3 separate regions of the Mus musculus genome follow, and all the other regions are linked to region 2. The links are chromatin contacts, called in public promoter capture Hi-C maps. All regions are on one chromosome and are shown on one strand. The core of a region is the stretch at or near the end of the contact, and the rest is flanking DNA. Distances in the headings are between cores, read along the strand shown. Region 1 holds the start of Dcaf5 (DDB1 and CUL4 associated factor 5). Region 2 holds the start of Gphn (gephyrin). Region 3 holds the start of Exd2 (exonuclease 3'-5' domain containing 2).

Evidence for each region. Promoter capture Hi-C pulls out the DNA fragments that hold promoters and counts their contacts.
Region 1: a promoter capture Hi-C map of pre-B cells shows a contact between it and region 2, with 10 times the contacts expected there. The contact joins the promoter of Dcaf5 here to the promoter of Gphn in region 2.
Region 3: a promoter capture Hi-C map of pre-B cells shows a contact between it and region 2, with 4 times the contacts expected there. The contact joins the promoter of Exd2 here to the promoter of Gphn in region 2.

The regions. Positions count from the first base shown.
Region 1 is chr12:80,435,179-80,438,315 of GRCm38.p6, reverse strand. It overlaps Dcaf5 (DDB1 and CUL4 associated factor 5), which reads left to right and starts at 1,715. Exons shown (of 9, transcript NM_177267.5): 1 at 1,715-2,131. The coding sequence starts at 1,918.
Region 2 is chr12:78,224,983-78,228,480 of GRCm38.p6, reverse strand. It overlaps Gphn (gephyrin), which reads right to left and starts at 1,826. Exons shown (of 23, transcript NM_145965.2): 1 at 1,640-1,826. The coding sequence starts at 1,703.
Region 3 is chr12:80,461,513-80,464,949 of GRCm38.p6, reverse strand. Exd2 (exonuclease 3'-5' domain containing 2) reads right to left here and starts at 1,855. Exons shown (of 9, transcript NM_133798.3): 1 at 1,670-1,855.

The sequences.
Region 1 (3,137 bases), core at 466-2,965, 2.2 Mb before region 2:
CTCAGCTACTGTTATTTGAGATCAGGGTCTCTTATAGCCTATCGGCTGACCTTGAACTCCTGATTCTCCCACCTCCACTTCCCAAGTCCTTGGATTATATGTACAAACCACAGTGTGCACAGGATTTTTTTTTTAAGCATTACTCATTTTCTTTTTTTTTTTTTTTTTAAAGATTTATTTATTTATTTATTATATGTAAGTACACTGTAGCTGTCTTCAGACACACCAGAAGAGGGAGTCAGATCTTGTTACGGATGGTTGTGAGCCAACATGTGGTTGCTGGGATTTGAACTCAGGACCTTCGGAAGAACAGTCGGGTGCTCTTACCTGCTGAGCCATCTCACCAGCCCCTCATTTTCTTATTTAAGGGATAATATTCCATTTGAATTCTCATTTTTGGGTTTGGTGACCTTCTAATAAATTTAGAATGTTGTTATATGAACTTTTGAATTAACTACTTGCAAAAAAATAATTTTGCTTGACAGGTGAACCTCTTCCTCATTCCCCATCTTTATCTTAAGAATTTCTTTAGTTCATCTTTCACCTATGGTTGTATTTAACCACTCCTGTGCCATCTCTGGTCCTGAGATTGTAATTCGTGTTAAACTGAAAGGGCAAACCTGACACCTGCCTATTTCAGGTTAGTTAATTACCACTAATGATAGAGGATAGTTTCCTGGAAAAGCACTCCATTGAAAAGGGGACTTTCAACTTTACCTGGTAAAATTCCAGTGCACTTACCCAGTTTCCTCACTGAGGTCAACTCAACTGAGGACTCCTGCACTATTGAAAGGCAGCTACTTCTGGACTATACTGTGGCTGCTGGTTAACAGCTGTGCATCTCCAGGCCTCCATTCTCAAGACCTTTGGCCTCACCCCTACCAATGAAATAAGATACTGCTACGTTTCATAATGTTTCTTGTGGCTTGCAAATGCATCTGGAACCAATGGACAGAGGACCTTCTCAATTTGATTTTGGCAATTTTCTTCTCACTTTCTTTTGGGAGTGGGGGGTGGGGATTGTTAGTGCTAGAGATTGAACCCAGAACTTGAAGAATGCAAAAAGCATACGCTCTACTATATGGCTACTATATCAGCTCAATTCTCTTTTCACCTCTCCGCAACCCCCTAAACCCAAGTGTCCTATCAGCTTGAATAATTCTGCCTTTTTTTTTAAACCGATAGGCTGGGGGTGGTGGTGGGGGTGGTGGTGAGTGTCAATTAGAAAACTGAATTGGAGAATAGAAGGGTGTATCAACATTTTTGGAAAGGGCAGGTGCACCGATAAAACCCCACAGACAACCTCCTTCCAGACGTCCAGTCCAATCGTGGGTTCCCTCACTTGAACAGGGAACTGGGCGCCCCAGGAGGCAGCGAGCAGCGCTGGGCGAGCCGCTGTCCCTCCAGGGAAGGAGGGTGAGCCCGCAGGCCGGCTGCCACTCTGATTGTTACGCGTGTCCAACTTCAGAGTGCGGCGTGCCGGGGGTGCCCCGTCGCCGCCATCCTGAGCCAACCGTGGTTCGGCGCGGTCAGCGGCCGCTGCAAGCCGCCGCCCGCCATCTCCGGGCAGCCGTCCGCGGGGGAGGGGCAGCTGGCGCCCGCGTTCTCCGGCCCGGCGGCCGGCGGAAGAGCCCCGCACCGCGGAAGCGCGACCGCAGCTGGGGATCAGCTGCTGGAGGCGGCAGGGAGGCGGAGCCTAGGGGGGAAGGGGAGGGAGGGACGCGACCGTGAGGAAGCCGCGAACGCCGCCGACCGACCGTCTGCACACCTCGCTCCGTCTGCCATGGCTGGTTAAAGAAGCCTCCGGCTCGCTGCGCGCGGGGAGGGACGGGACGGGAGGGGAGCGGCGGCCCGGCGTGCGGCCGAGGGAGGGGCGGCGGCGCGAGCTGCAGCGGCGGTGGCGGCGGCGGTTCCAGCATGAAGAGGAGAGCTGGCCTGGGGGGCAGCATGAGGTCAGTGGTGGGCTTCTTGTCCCAGCGGGGCTTGCATGGGGACCCCCTGCTCACTCAGGACTTTCAGAGGAGACGCCTGCGGGGCTGCAGAAACCTCTACAAGAAGGACCTTCTCGGCCACTTCGGCTGTGTCAATGCCATTGAATTCTCCAACAATGGAGGCCAGTGGCTGGTCTCAGGTAAATCAACCCCCTTCCTTCCCCTCCCCGCGCCTCCCGCTCCCCTTCCAGCTGCCCCTTCCCCTTCCCCGCCACCCTCCTGCTGCCCTGCGTCCCCACCCCCGCCCTTCTCAACCCCTCTCCAGCGGTGGGAAGATTTGGTGTGAAATTAATACCATTGCAGGGGGAGGGAGGAAGGGAGGGGGGAGGGAAGGAAGAAGGGGAAGGAGAGGAGGATGTCTTCTATATATATAAAAAAAGACCTAAAATGGTTGACAGGTCTTTAATGTGCTTTATCCCAAGTGCAAAGTGGTCCCTCCAGATGCCTGCCCCACCAGTGTGGGTCGGGGAGGGGGACGAGGTTACGGTTTGACTAAGTTGGTTGGCAAACTCTTCCTCTGCGTAGTTTAAAAGGTGCGGGGGGCACTGGGGGGAGGGCTGGCCGGGGGGGGGGGGGAGACCAAGGCTCGCCAAAGGCCAGGCGAAGCTCGAGCCCCAGTCCTCGGTGTCATGGAGAAAAGGGGCCTCGGAGCCGGAGGCCGGCGGTGACAGAGCCGGACACCGTGGGGCCAGCGGGGTCGGGCGGGTGGTGACGGGTAGCAGAGAGGCGTCCCCTCCCCCTGGCTCTCTCAGGGCCCAATCCCATCTCCCAGCACGCAGTGGTAGCCTCTTCAGCGTCTTGTTTTTATTATGGTTCCGAGAGTGGCGAGGGCTCTAGCGACCTAGGGACACCAACCAGCCTGAACTTGGATGCGCTGTTCGGGAGGCAGGGCTTCAGGAGGACCCCCCGGGAGACCTACTGGCGGGAGGCGGGCTCCAGGACCCCCTTCACCCGCGCGGCTCCTGTTGCAGGGCTGCTCGCCTCCTCCCCCACCCGGTTCAGCTGGGCCTACTTGCCTCCAGGGTCTCCCCGCTGGGGTGGGGGAAAGTGGTGCAATCGAGGCCGGGGCTCCGGCCGGGCGGTGTAGGCCTTGCTCTCTCGGGGCTCCTAGCGACAGGCAGCTGAATCGATAGCCTATTGCTCCGG
Region 2 (3,498 bases), core at 577-3,076:
GGGTGTGAACACTTACACCACACTGTCAGATTCTTTTAAAAAATCAACACGATCAAATCTAGGAATTGTAAGCTACAACTGAGTTTTCATACAAGGAAACAGTTGCTGCAGGGAAAGATGCACTCCATCTGCATATTCTGATTGGGGGGGGGTGTCCTTCCCTGCAACTGATTTAGATCAGTTTCTTTACTCCAGAGGCGTTGATTCGGAAAAATTCAATAAAATGCTACTAACATCTGCAAATATGCATCATGGAAAGGAAGCCCAGTTACTAAAAATGGGAAACAAAAGCAGGGGTATCCTCTTTTCATAAAAGTCAGCAGCTAAATTAAACACTGTAGTCGGTATCTACTGGCAGAATCAAAGATTTGTTTCTACTTTATAATGAAAGCAAGTTTCATTCAATTTAGTTCCTTCCCGGGCATCATCTCAACCTGTCAGAATTCTACAAGAAAAAAAATTTAAATGAAATAGGGAAGACACTAGGATTCCCTTCTACATAGCTTCTTTTTCTGAAACCACATCACTAAGTCTTGGATTTCCTTTACTCCACAGTAAGCCTCAGACTCCAAATATAAATTCTTTAACCCCCGCTTCTCCGTTCAATTACACTTGAACCATGCCAACTACAGAACCTCAGCCGAAACCCCTACAAATAGGTTTGCAATTCATCTTGGAAGTCGTGCCCTGCAGCAACTGTCTATCTCCAAACTCAGGGATATCACCCAAATACAACGCAACGGAATCAGACATGCAGAGCACACACGACTTCCGCGAGGGAGGGAAACGCGACCCGGGAAAAGTGCGCTCCTCACCAGCCTCAGGACCATCCACCGGGGAGTGAGAATGGGAGGGGGGGGGTGTCCCAAAAGGGAGGGGGAGAAAAGAACCCGACAGAGGGAAATCCTTCCTTCTCAAGGGAAAAAAAAAAAAAAAAAAGGCTGGCTCTCCCGGCCACGGGAAGCAGCCGGTCCTCGCGGAGGAGAAGAGGCAGACAGAGAGGGAGGGCCCTGTGCTAGGAAAGGCAGAAGGAAGGCACTTTCCGGGGTCCGGACTAGAGCCTAGCACCCGGCTCCCGGGGGAGGTGAGGAGTGTCCCGTCGTCTGCAGAGGGGACAGCCGGCCGGCGAAGGGGCAGCAGAGGCGGAGCAGAGTTCGCCTGCCGAACCCCGAGTCCTGTCAGGCAGGTGCCATGGGGCCGCCGGGTGGGGGGGGAGGGGAGAAAAGGGGGTGGAGATGGGATTCCCCCCTCTCGGAAGAGCTTTAGTGGAGGAGGCGCCCGGCCAACCCCGAGCAGCGTGCTTCAGACTGCGGAGCAGGAATCCCGCCGCCCGCACCGGCAGCGCGGAGCCCCGCAGCGCCCGCCGCACCGGCCCCTCGGTCCCCGGGGGCCAGAGACTTTGGCTGCTAGGGCTCCGGGGCCTGACACCCCACCGTGCCTGCCCCAGCTCCCCCGGGGAGCACACGGGAACACCCGAATCCTCAGCAGCTCTCAGCGGTTGTAAAATACACCCCCCGGTCCCCCTCCTCAGCCTGCCCTCTTCCCGAGGCCGCAGGGAAGCACCACCGCGGGCGAGAAACCTCCAGCAAGTCGCGGATAGTAGCCGTTGCGGCTCCCCCGGACCTCCTCCCCCCGTTACCTGTGAGGACTCCGACACGGATTTGATGGTCGTGGTTGGTGAGGATCATTCCCTCGGTCGCCATGTTTCCCAGCGCAGTCACCGCACTGACAGGAGCCAGGAGAAGCCGGAGCCCGGAGCGCGCCGGCCGGGAGCGCGCTTGCCTTGGAGAGCGCGAGAGCGAGGGCGCCCGGGGAGCGCGAGGCGAGCGGGAAGGAGGGGGCCGAGCGCCCGGTGGCCTGCGTGGGGTGGGGGGGAGAGGCCGCGCCAGGAGCGCGCGGGTCCGCGGAGGGGGCGGAGTCGGGCCGCGCGACCCCGAGTCCGGCCGGGAGGAAGCGATCCCGGGGTGGGAGTAGCGGCGGCCTCGCGGAAGACAGAGCGCGGAGGCGGCGGGGCAAGGCCGGCGAGACCCAGAGGCTCTGCGGAGTGAGACCCAAGACGCCTGGATGGCAAGAGACTGAGAGGGGGAAAAGGGAGCACACGCTCTGGAGGTTGCGGGGGCGGACTCGGGGACAGGGGCGGAGCTACACCCCGAGGCGTGCAACTCGTGGAGAGTGAGGGGAGGAGTGCGAGCTTGGCTGCGGAGTGCCGGGAGCGGGAAGGAGCCGGCCCAGCCTAGAGTGGGACCCAAGGAACGTTCCTGGGCGCGCGAGTAGCGCGGGATTGGCTGGGCGGACGCGGTGCGGGTGCGCGCGAGGCACGAACGCAGCCTCGGCGGGCCCCAGACAGAAGCAATCCCCCGCCGAGCCGGCAGCCTCGTCAGTTTTCCGCCGCCTCAGGCCGGCCGGCTCTGCCCGCGATGGAGCCACTCCGGACCAGGTGCGGCAGCGAGGTGGGCTCACCTCCTCTGAAGGCACCGGAGAACCTAGAGGTGGCTTAAGGAAGCGGCATGGGTGGCAGAACGGTGGCCGCTGTGACGAGAGTCCCCTCTCGGGCAGAGATAGGTTACCCTGTGCCGCCCCAGCTGTGACCTGCAGTCAATGCTCCCTCTGACTTCGCTTTGGCCCCGCTCGGTGACAGCCTACCACAGACGTCGTAGACGGAGCTTATGTGTCTGCAGCAGGGCACGTGGAGTGGAGATTCCTCTCTCTCTCTCTCTCTCTCTCTCTCTCTCTCTCTCTCTCTCTCTCTCTGTCGTCCCCTAGATGCTGTGACATTTAAGTTTCAGTGTTTCTGGAATATGGAATTACTCTGAAAATGTGGTCATTTAGTTCTGTGTCTTTCATAAAGTGTTATTAGCCACCTCTATTTTGTGTAGGTTTGCTAAATATCCTTTTCTGGCTTAAGTGTGTGTATGTTTTCTCATTTGTTCACCATAGTAAAACCTAAAAGCAAAACAACAACAAAAAAAGTATCAAAACTGTTTAATAATCTGCTCTTAGTCTAAAATCTCAATTATATGGTTATGTGCGGTTTGTATTGTTCCAGTAAGAACATAGCATTACTCATTCTATTCACTAAAGATTCACATTGTGCCTTTATATAAGAGGACAAAGGAAATGATGGGTGGAGTTGAGAAAGGATAAAATAATTCGTTTTTGAAGATATGTATACTAGTATTTCTGGCAGTGGATTAAATTTGTAAGCCAGATCATGAACTCACCTCCCATAATTACTACCAAAGATCCTAGTGGCAAAACAAGTTCTAACTGGTCTCAAAAAGAGGGAGATTGCTGAGAAAGTATGCCCAAATGTGTCACTTATCTCAAACTAAAGATGAAATAAAAATTGTTGATTACATCATAAGCTTTCAAGTCTATTATAGTCTATGTGGTACATGCAAATTCTATATGATTGGGAAAGTTTCTTAGTATTTAGAACTTCTAAACCTGCCCACTAACAGGTTCCTTCAAACTTTAAAGGTTAATAGATTAAATGGG
Region 3 (3,437 bases), core at 606-3,105, 2.2 Mb before region 2:
GGATGAAGACATAGAACTCTAAGCTCTGCCTGCACCATGCCTGCCTGGATACTGCCATGCTCCTACCTTGATGATAATGGACTTAACCTCTGAACCTGTAAGCCAGCCCCAATCAAATGTTGTTTTTATAAGACTTGCCTTGGTCATGGTGTCTGTTCACAGCAGTAAAACCCTAACTAAGACAGTGACAAACCTCGAACACTCAGCTCTAAATGTGGTGCCTCCCATCAAACCCTTCCCCTCAGGGCTTAGGGACCCCACACCCCAAAGAGGAGGTGGAAAGAGTGTAAGAGCCACAGGGGATGAAGGACACTAAAAAACAAGACCCTCTACATGAACTCAACAAAGCTCATAGGAACTCATGAGAGGCTGGGGCTTCATGCCCAGGGCCCACGCAGGAGTTCAACAGGTCCTCCACTAAGTTACAGCTTCCAGTTTAGTGTTTTTATGGGATCCCTGAGGATTCAAACAAGCAGGTCTCTGACTCGTATGTCTTCTCTTGGTGTCTTTGCTGTTTGTCTTGTCCAATTTTGATTTGATGGTTTTATTTAGCTTATATTTTATTTTGTTCGATTTTATTATAACCCCTTAGAAGCCTGTTTGTTTTCTAATTGAGACAGAAAGGGAGTGGATTCGGATGGGAAGGGAGGTGGGGAGGAACTGGAAGGGGTGGAGGAAGTGGATACCACAGTCGGAATATATTATGTGAAGAGAAAAAGATGTATTTTCAACAAAATAATTCAACAGCACCAGCTACTTTTCCAGAGGACGCAAATTCAGCTCCTAGCACACTCCCTCCCACCAGGCAGCTCACAGGCGGCTGCAACTCCGGCTCCAAATAACGCACACACATAAACAAAAATAAATCTTGACTTAATCCCAGCACTTGGCAGAGGCCAACAGATCCCTGAGTTCCAGGCCAGAAAGGGCTACATAGCGAGAGACCCTCCCCCTCCCCACTACTCCAGTTCTTTAAAAAAGAAAAAAAAAAAAAGAAAAAAAGAAAAAAAAGTTACTAAAAACAAAACAGTTCTGTGTTTCTAAGGAATGGTTACATAAGGGAATTTGCGTCCAATCGTGTACCAAAGCTTATAAATACTTGAGTTGTCTGAATTTTGGTGAACAGCTGTCCATTTTTAATAAATAAGATTTAAAGTTCTAGTTTGATCTGCCCCGCCAAAAAAAAAAAGCCAAAGCCAAAGGTGAAAAGCCAAAGCCAGAGGTGGTGCCCAGCAAATCGACGGGCGGCGAGCGATGTGGCCCCGCAGGTCCCGGGTGGGGCGGGTCCCCCGAAGCCCGGAGGAACCCCGGCGGGGGCTGCTTTTTAACTGACGAGGTCAGAAAGCCTTGAAGGGTTGGTGGATGCTCCTGACGAGGAGACGGGCGGATGGAAAGGGGCGGCCCGGGAAGGCTTGGGGACCAATGGCGGGACGAGTCCTCCCCGAACCTGAGGGCTCAACCGCCCACACCGAGAGTGAGGGGCCAAGAGGCCGCGCCTCAGGGCGGGGAGAGGGGCAGTGCCAACAACGCCTGGGCACCTCTGCAGCCCAACAGTCGCCCACGCGCAAAGTGGTCCCTTCAGCATCACCACCCTCTCGAGCCGCGCTGGAAACCCCTCTGCCTGCCACACAACCCCAGAGAGGACTTTGCCAACCCGAGCTTCCCTTACCTGCGGCCTCCAGCCTCGACCGAACACCTGCGGCACCCCACGCTGACAAGCTGGAACCCCCGCGGCGGTCTGGGCGCACCCACCCGGATGCATAAAAGCCGTAGCCACTTCCGGCCCAGTGGCTGGCCAGGAGGATACAACCCCCGTGGTGTGTGCCTATGGGCCGCGCCATTTTGTACGGAAGCCGCTAGGGCAGCATTTCCTCCCCAGGTTCTCGGTTAAAGGATGGGGAAGGAGGGTTATAATTGCGAAGACTTAATGTCTTCAGAAAAGTGGTGTTTTCTGAGATGCCGCTTCGTCTTTTGGTTTTGGCTTTGAAGGAAGAAGCCTATTGAACTTTCGCTCACAAATGCAACACAGGACATTTTTTCTCTTTTACCCAGGGTAGCGTTTCTCCACTACATTAATTTTCTTATTTTTTTTCCATTTTTTTATTAGGTATTTAGCTCATTTACATTTCCAATGCTATACCAAAAGTCCCCCATACCCACCCACCCCCATTAATTTTCTTATATTCGAGCGGGAAAATAAGGAAACTGTTTACAGAATGTGCTCTTCATTCGCGTTATATATTATAGCCATTAATCTCTCTCTCTCTCTCTCTCTCTCTCTCTCTCTCTCTCTCTCTCTCTCTCTCTCTCTCTCTCTCTCTCTCTCCCTCTCTCTCTCTCTCTCTCTCTCTCTCTCTCTCTCTCTCTCTCTCTCCCCTCTCCCCATCTCCCTCTCTCTCCCTCCCTCTCCCTCTCTCCCTCTCCCCTCTCGTACATGTCTGAAGATGCCAGAAGAGGGCGTTGAGCCCCTGGAAAAGATTTATAGAGCCGGCGTGGATTTCTGAGTTCGAGGCCAGCCTGGTCTACAGAGTGAGTTCCAGAACAGCCAGAGCTACACAGAGAAACCCTGTCTCAAAAAACCAAAAAAAAAAAAAAGAAAGAAAGAAAAGAAAAGGAAAAAAAATTATAGAAAGTGTTGAGCTATTGTGTGGGGGCTGTTAATTGAACCTGGGTCCTCCAGAAGAGCAACCAGTGCTCTTTACTGTTGTCATCTCTCCTGGTCCCTATATCCTCATAACAACCACAATATTGTCTATATATGAAACCATTCATTCAGGATTGATTTTTTTTTTAAGGGGGTTAAAGCAGGGTGTTGTGTAGCACAATCTGGCTCTCAACTCTCAAAATGTGAGCAAAGGTGACCTTAGATTCCTGATCTTCCAGCTTCCATCTCCCAAGTGTTAGGATTACAGGCAGGCTTGGGCCACCACACCCCGTTTATGCAGTGGTGGGGATCTAGACCTCAGGCTACAATGATAAATTTGAGGTAAGCCTGGGTTACACGAAACGCTATCTCAAAAAGGAAGGAGTTTTGTTTTGTTTATAAATTTTCATCTTTTTCTGTCCACTCAAGAAGCTTAGAGGCTGGTTGGAAACATCCACAGTAGCACTTGAGCACACACACATACAATGTGAGAAGTGAGAGGACATCTTTTGAAGATACAGAAATTTGAGGGAAATGCCCATAATAATTTTAGAACTCTATAAAATCCTCTCAGACATGGTGCTATTCTCACACATCACACAAAGGGATAAGTCACTGAACAACCCACAGGTTAAATATGAATTCTCTTTGTTTTGGAGGAAATCACTAAGGGATTGAGGTGAAGATGACAAGGAGACAAGAAACTCTAAGACTTTATACAAAGTAAGTGGTACATGCCTATAATCCCAACACTTTATATAAAGTAAATGGCACATGCCTATAACCCCAGAAC